2 separate regions of the Mus musculus genome follow, and region 1 is linked to region 2. The links are chromatin contacts, called in public HiChIP or PLAC-seq maps. All regions are on one chromosome and are shown on one strand. The core of a region is the stretch at or near the end of the contact, and the rest is flanking DNA. Distances in the headings are between cores, read along the strand shown. Region 1 overlaps Mad1l1 (MAD1 mitotic arrest deficient 1-like 1). Region 2 overlaps Elfn1 (leucine rich repeat and fibronectin type III, extracellular 1).

Region 1 (2,700 bases), core at 75-2,574, 130 kb after region 2:
CTCTGTCCTTTCACTGAGCATCTTACCTCACAGATACTCTGCAAGGCAGGGCTTGGAGGCCATGCCAGGAGAGATGCTGAGCACCTCTCTGTCAAGGCCAGCTCCCAAGCCCGGTATAAGGCAGAGTCAGGAGGGACATATGCTTATTTTGTGCAAAATACTAAGGCATAGTCGGGTGTGAGGTGAGACCTGGTATCACAGCCACACAGGATCTGAGACAGGAAGATCACAAGTCCTTCAGGGCCTGCCTGGCCTACAGAGCAGGTTTTCAGGCCAACCTGGGTAACATAGTGAGAACCTGTCTCACAATAAAAAAGAAAAAGAAGGCTGGGGATATAGTTTAATGGTAGAGCATCTGCCTAGAATCTCCCTGTAAAGGCTGGAGCATGGGTCAGCAGTAGAGCACTTACCTAGCATACCCAAGGCCCTGGGCACAATCTGAACACTACAAAGAAGAAAAGGGAAGGGAAAAAATAGGAAAGACTGGCGAAGGTCCACAAGGAGTTCCCACACAGAAACTGTCCATGCATAATAGTGCATAGAGCATGACACAAGACAAAAGCAGGTCTGTTCCAGAGGGACACAAAGGAGGTCTCCAGACTAAGAAACATCAGTTGACATGCTGGTGCAAGGAGAACAGGCATGTAGACAATGCTGAGCCTCTACGTTCACCCTACTCCCACGACTGTAATCAAGACTCCAAGTCTGCTAGAGGGGTAGGCCATTGCCCATGGGGAGCTGCACTGAAGACCTGGGCAGGGATTGAGGGTCAAAAGCTGCAACAACACAGTCTCTGTGGACACCTAGAGAGGAGAGTGCTGGCCATGGCTACGCCAAGCAGGACAGGAGTGCTAGCCATAGCTGGGTGAGGCAGAGTGAGTGAGTTCAAGACAGCAGCAAGAGGAGTGTCTGGCTTGGCCAGTGCAGTTGGCACCACTGCATGACGTAGAGAAGGGCGGTGCTCTGTGGGCCTCACAGACAGTGCAGGTCTTTGGGAAAGAACTGGGCTGAGAAGTCACAGTGGGCAGGGACTGTGTGAGATGCTCCTAGAGGACACTCCAACACTCTGCTCTGACGTCTCCCATGATCCATGACCTTCACACAGGGAGCACTGATGCCACCTCCTTAGTGTCACTCAGCACTCAGGTAAGGGACTTGTGCTGGCACAACCTGGAGCTCAAGGATCCAGACAATGCTGTTGTTGTTGTTGTTCTTCTTCTTCTTTTGTTTTTTTTCATTATCTTAGGGTCTTGCCTGACATGGGTGTCTCATGGTAAGTGACATCCTGAAATTGTAGAACTATGTGCGGCAGGTGTGGGCACAGGAAGAAGTAAGGCTGGGCACCCTAACCGCACTGCTGCTTGTGACGCAGACAGGAGCAGGGACGTCTGCAGGCTCAGAAAGCTTTCCGCTTGCAGGAAACCCAGCAATTTTCTGCCCACTCCATTTCCAAAAAAGATATTCTGATTTTAAATGTCACTGGGCAGCCGTCTGGGCTCTGTTCTGAGCAGCACTTTAGAAGGACTGTAAGGTGGTATGGACACCAGCCTAGCCTCCCCTGACTGTGAGAGGAATGTGCCAGCTCAGAGGCCTGGCACTGGGGTCCACTGGCACAGCCTCACTGGTGGAGGGAGGAGCTCTGCTCTATGATGAGGCGATACTGTGGGACGGCGGGGGCCCGGGCGTCAGATTCCAGAGATGAATTCGCTTAATTACATGCATGCTCGAGTGCTTAGAGGAAGTATACAGATGTCTGCAATTTAGTTTCAAATGCATCAAAAGAATAAAACGAACTAATGGATGGCAGAGGGATGGATAGGAATGTCATACAGCCACAAGTGTGCCATTCCCGACAGGATGTAGGTGGTGGGTAAGTGGGCATTCACTGTAAAATTCTTTCTACTTCTCTATCTTGAAAACGCTTGCAGTTAAAACACTGGGGAAAAGCAGTAGGGCCCGAGTCCATGGAGGCTGCCCTTAGCCTATAGTGTGGGACCCAGGAGGCATCCACGTTTCAAATGGAGGAACCTCACTTGTCACCATGCAGGGTGGGCAGAGCCCCTGGCAGGCCTCTCCTTGGTGACTCTACACCAAGCTGTCCTGACCTAGCTCATCAGAAGCACTATGTGGAGGCTTTATGGGAGGCTATGAGGAACATGGGGGGTCTCTGTAATAAAGCAGCTGTCCCTGCTTTTAGGGAAAGCACAAGGTATCTAAGGACAGAGACTGGCAATCCCTGTATCTGCCTCTGTGCCAGCCTTAGTTTCCCCATCTCTAAGTAAGGTCTTCCTATAGACACCTGCCCCCATACTTTCCACAGGATCTCACCATGTAGCCTAGGCTCTGAAACTCGGAACAGCCACTATAGTGCTGAGACTCGAGGCCTGCACCACAGTGTCTAACCTCCCAGAAGCTCTGCCAGGGCTGTCTATCATAAGTCAGCCGTCCATTCAGCCAGTTGGCGTGTGTCCATTAGACAAGTACACCTTAGTACCCGTTTCCTATTCCCTAGCTACCCTAGCAATGCACACAGGTCATGGTACAAACAGCCAATGACCCAGGAAACCCAGGAAGGATGGCGTGCGTCAACTTGGTAAGTCTGCATTCAGCCACTGTGATGACCCCTCCACTGAACCCCCAAGCACGCCCACACACCCAGCTCTAAGTGGTCACCAGAGTTTTGCTTCCCCGCCAACCAGC
Region 2 (2,700 bases), core at 80-2,579:
GAAACTGGACCTGAGGGAGGTCTGCTTTTCTTGATGATCTCAGACTCTCTCAGCCCAGCCTGATGATCTGGGACAAGCATGATGGTTTCTGTTTCACAGCAGACAGTGGTGGGTGGCTCAGCGGAATTCTTCAGTCAGTCACCCAGTGACTTTGGATGTGGTTTTTTTCTGTGACTTACTCTCTTCTCTTTTCTCTTGCAGCAGAGAGTACTTCAGGCAGAGGAACCGGGCGAAGCCACCAGGATACACAGGCCCATGGGAAAACAGGCTGTGGCCACCTTGGGACCGGGGAGGACGACAAAGGGCGGCGGGCAGTGAGGGAGCCATTCTCCCTCCCGACACCTGCGTCATGCAGCTTGGGACAGGACATCTCTGACAGTGCAGGCAGTGATCCATCCCACCCCTAAGTCCCCTGGGGGGGCCCACTGCCCAGCCCTCCCCCCATCCCCACAGGCAGTGTCCCGAGATGGCTGGGCACGGGTGGGGTACAGCGTGGGTACTTGTGGCAGCCGCCACGTTACTGCACGCGGGTGGGCTGGCCCAAGGTGACTGCTGGCTGATTGAGGGTGACAAAGGCTTCGTGTGGTTGGCCATCTGCAGCCAGAACCAGCCACCCTATGAGGCCATCCCCCAACAGATCAACAACACCATCGTGGACCTGCGGCTTAACGAGAACCGTATCCGCAGCGTGCAGTACGCCTCCCTGAGCCGCTTCGGAAACCTCACATACCTCAACCTCACCAAGAACGAGATCGGCTACATCGAGGACGGGGCCTTCTCCGGCCAGTTCAACCTCCAGGTGCTGCAGCTGGGCTACAACCGGCTGCGCAACCTCACGGAGGGCATGCTGCGGGGCCTGAGCAAGCTCGAGTACCTGTACCTACAGGCCAACCTCATCGAGGTGGTGATGGCCAGCGCCTTCTGGGAGTGTCCCAACATCGTCAACATAGATCTCTCCATGAATCGCATCCAGCAGCTGGGCAGCGGCACCTTCGCAGGCCTGACCAAGCTCTCGGTGTGTGAGATCTACAGCAACCCTTTCTACTGCTCCTGTGAGCTGCTGGGTTTCCTGCGCTGGCTGGCTGCCTTCACCAACGCCACACAGACCCATGACCGGGTGCAGTGTGAGTCTCCTCCTGTCTACGCAGGCTACTTCCTCCTGGGCCAGGGCCGCCACGGCCACCAACGTAGCATCCTTAGCAAGCTTCAGTCTGTGTGCACAGAGGGCTCCTACACTGCTGAGGTGCTTGGCCCACCCCGTCCGGTGCCAGGCCGGTCACAGCCGGGACATTCGCCACCTCCGCCTCCACCAGAGCCTAGTGACATGCCCTGCGCTGATGACGAGTGCTTCTCCGGAGATGGCACCACGCCGCTGGTGATCCTGACTACGCTGGTCCCTCAGACAGAGGCCCGTCCCTCCATGAAGGTCAAGCAGCTGACCCAAAATTCGGCCACCATCATGGTGCAGCTGCCGAGCCCGTTCAACCGCATGTACACGCTGGAGCAGTACAATAACAGCAAATCGTTCACCGTGTCCAAGCTGACCCAGCCTCAGGAGGAGATCCGCCTCACCAATCTTTACACACTCACCAACTACACATACTGCGTGGTCTCTACCAGCTCCGGCACCCATCATAACCACACCTGCCTTACCATCTGCCTGCCCAAGCCGCCCAGCCCACCGGGCCCCGTGCCCAGCCCCTCCACAGCCACCCACTACATCATGACCATCCTGGGCTGCCTCTTTGGTATGGTACTGGTTCTGGGCGCTGTCTATTACTGCCTGCGCAAGCGGAGGCGACAAGAGGAGAAACACAAGAAGGCTGTGGCAGCGGCAGCTGGCAGCTTGAAAAAAACCATCATCGAGCTTAAGTATGGTCCTGAGATTGAGGCGCCTGGCCTGGCTCCCCTGACCCAGGGTCCGCTGCTTGGCCCTGAGGCTGTGACTCGAATACCCTACCTGCCAGCCGCCACCAGTGACGTGGAGCAGTATAAGCTGGTGGAGAGCAGCGAGACCCCCAAGGCCACCAAGGGGAACTACATTGAAGTGCGCACGGGGGAGCCGCAGGAGCGCAGAGGCTGTGAGCTGAGCCGGCCAGGTGAACCCCAGAGCTCAGTAGCGGAGATCTCCACCATTGCCAAGGAAGTGGACAGAGTCAACCAGATCATTAACAACTGCATCGACGCCCTCAAGTCCGAGTCCACCTCCTTCCAGGGCGCCAAATCAGGGGCCGTGTCTGCGGCTGAGCCGCAGCTGGTGCTGCTGTCCGAGCCTCTGGCCAGCAAGCACAGCTTCCTGTCCCCTGTATACAAAGATGCCTTTGGCCATGGTGGCCTGCAGCGGCACCACAGTGTGGAGGCTGCGCCCGGGCCCCCGAGGGCCAGCACTTCATCCAGCGGTTCTGCACGCAGCCCTCGCACCTTCCGGGCTGAGGCCACCGGCACACATAAGGCCCCAGCCACCGAGACCAAGTACATTGAAAAAAGCTCACCTGTGCCCGAGACCATCCTCACTGTGACACCCGCGGCCACTGTGCTGCGGGCGGAGGCCGACAAGAGTCGCCAGTACGGCGAGCATCGGCACTCATACCCCGGCTCTCACCCTGCCGAGCCACCTGCCCCTCCACCACCTCCACCCACTCACGAGGGCTTGGGTGGCCGCAAGGCATCCATCCTGGAGCCTCTGACCCGGCCACGACC

Evidence for each region. HiChIP or PLAC-seq counts read pairs in DNA pulled down with a chosen protein or histone mark.
Region 1: an H3K27ac HiChIP or PLAC-seq map of VIP interneurons shows a contact between it and region 2, with 2.2 times the contacts expected there. The contact joins two enhancer-like sites. A contact is called at or near these places in 2 of 39 promoter capture datasets (the C10 cell line and the HPC-7 cell line), 1 of 484 Hi-C or Micro-C datasets (the N1E-115 cell line), 4 of 115 datasets of contacts at active chromatin or transcription factors (SST interneurons, VIP interneurons, embryonic basal ganglia and 1 more) and 1 of 9 other capture datasets (embryonic stem cells).

What each region holds. Positions count from the first base shown.
Region 1 is chr5:140,100,202-140,102,901 of GRCm38.p6, forward strand. All of the region lies in intron 15 of Mad1l1 (MAD1 mitotic arrest deficient 1-like 1), which reads right to left. Among named protein-coding and RNA genes, the nearest start is that of Gm30492, 6.1 kb to the left of the region's middle. Within about 2 kb of position 1,325, at least 16 of the 459 cell types and tissues checked have an H3K27ac peak or open chromatin away from gene starts, as enhancers often do. A contact at or near this core is called in VIP interneurons, where this site is marked.
Region 2 is chr5:139,970,777-139,973,476 of GRCm38.p6, forward strand. Elfn1 (leucine rich repeat and fibronectin type III, extracellular 1) reads left to right here. Exons shown (of 2, transcript NM_001384186.1): 2 at 202-2,700. The coding sequence starts at 467. Among named protein-coding and RNA genes, the nearest start is that of Elfn1, 64 kb to the left of the region's middle. Within about 2 kb of position 1,330, at least 2 of the 459 cell types and tissues checked have an H3K27ac peak or open chromatin away from gene starts, as enhancers often do. A contact at or near this core is called in VIP interneurons, where this site is marked.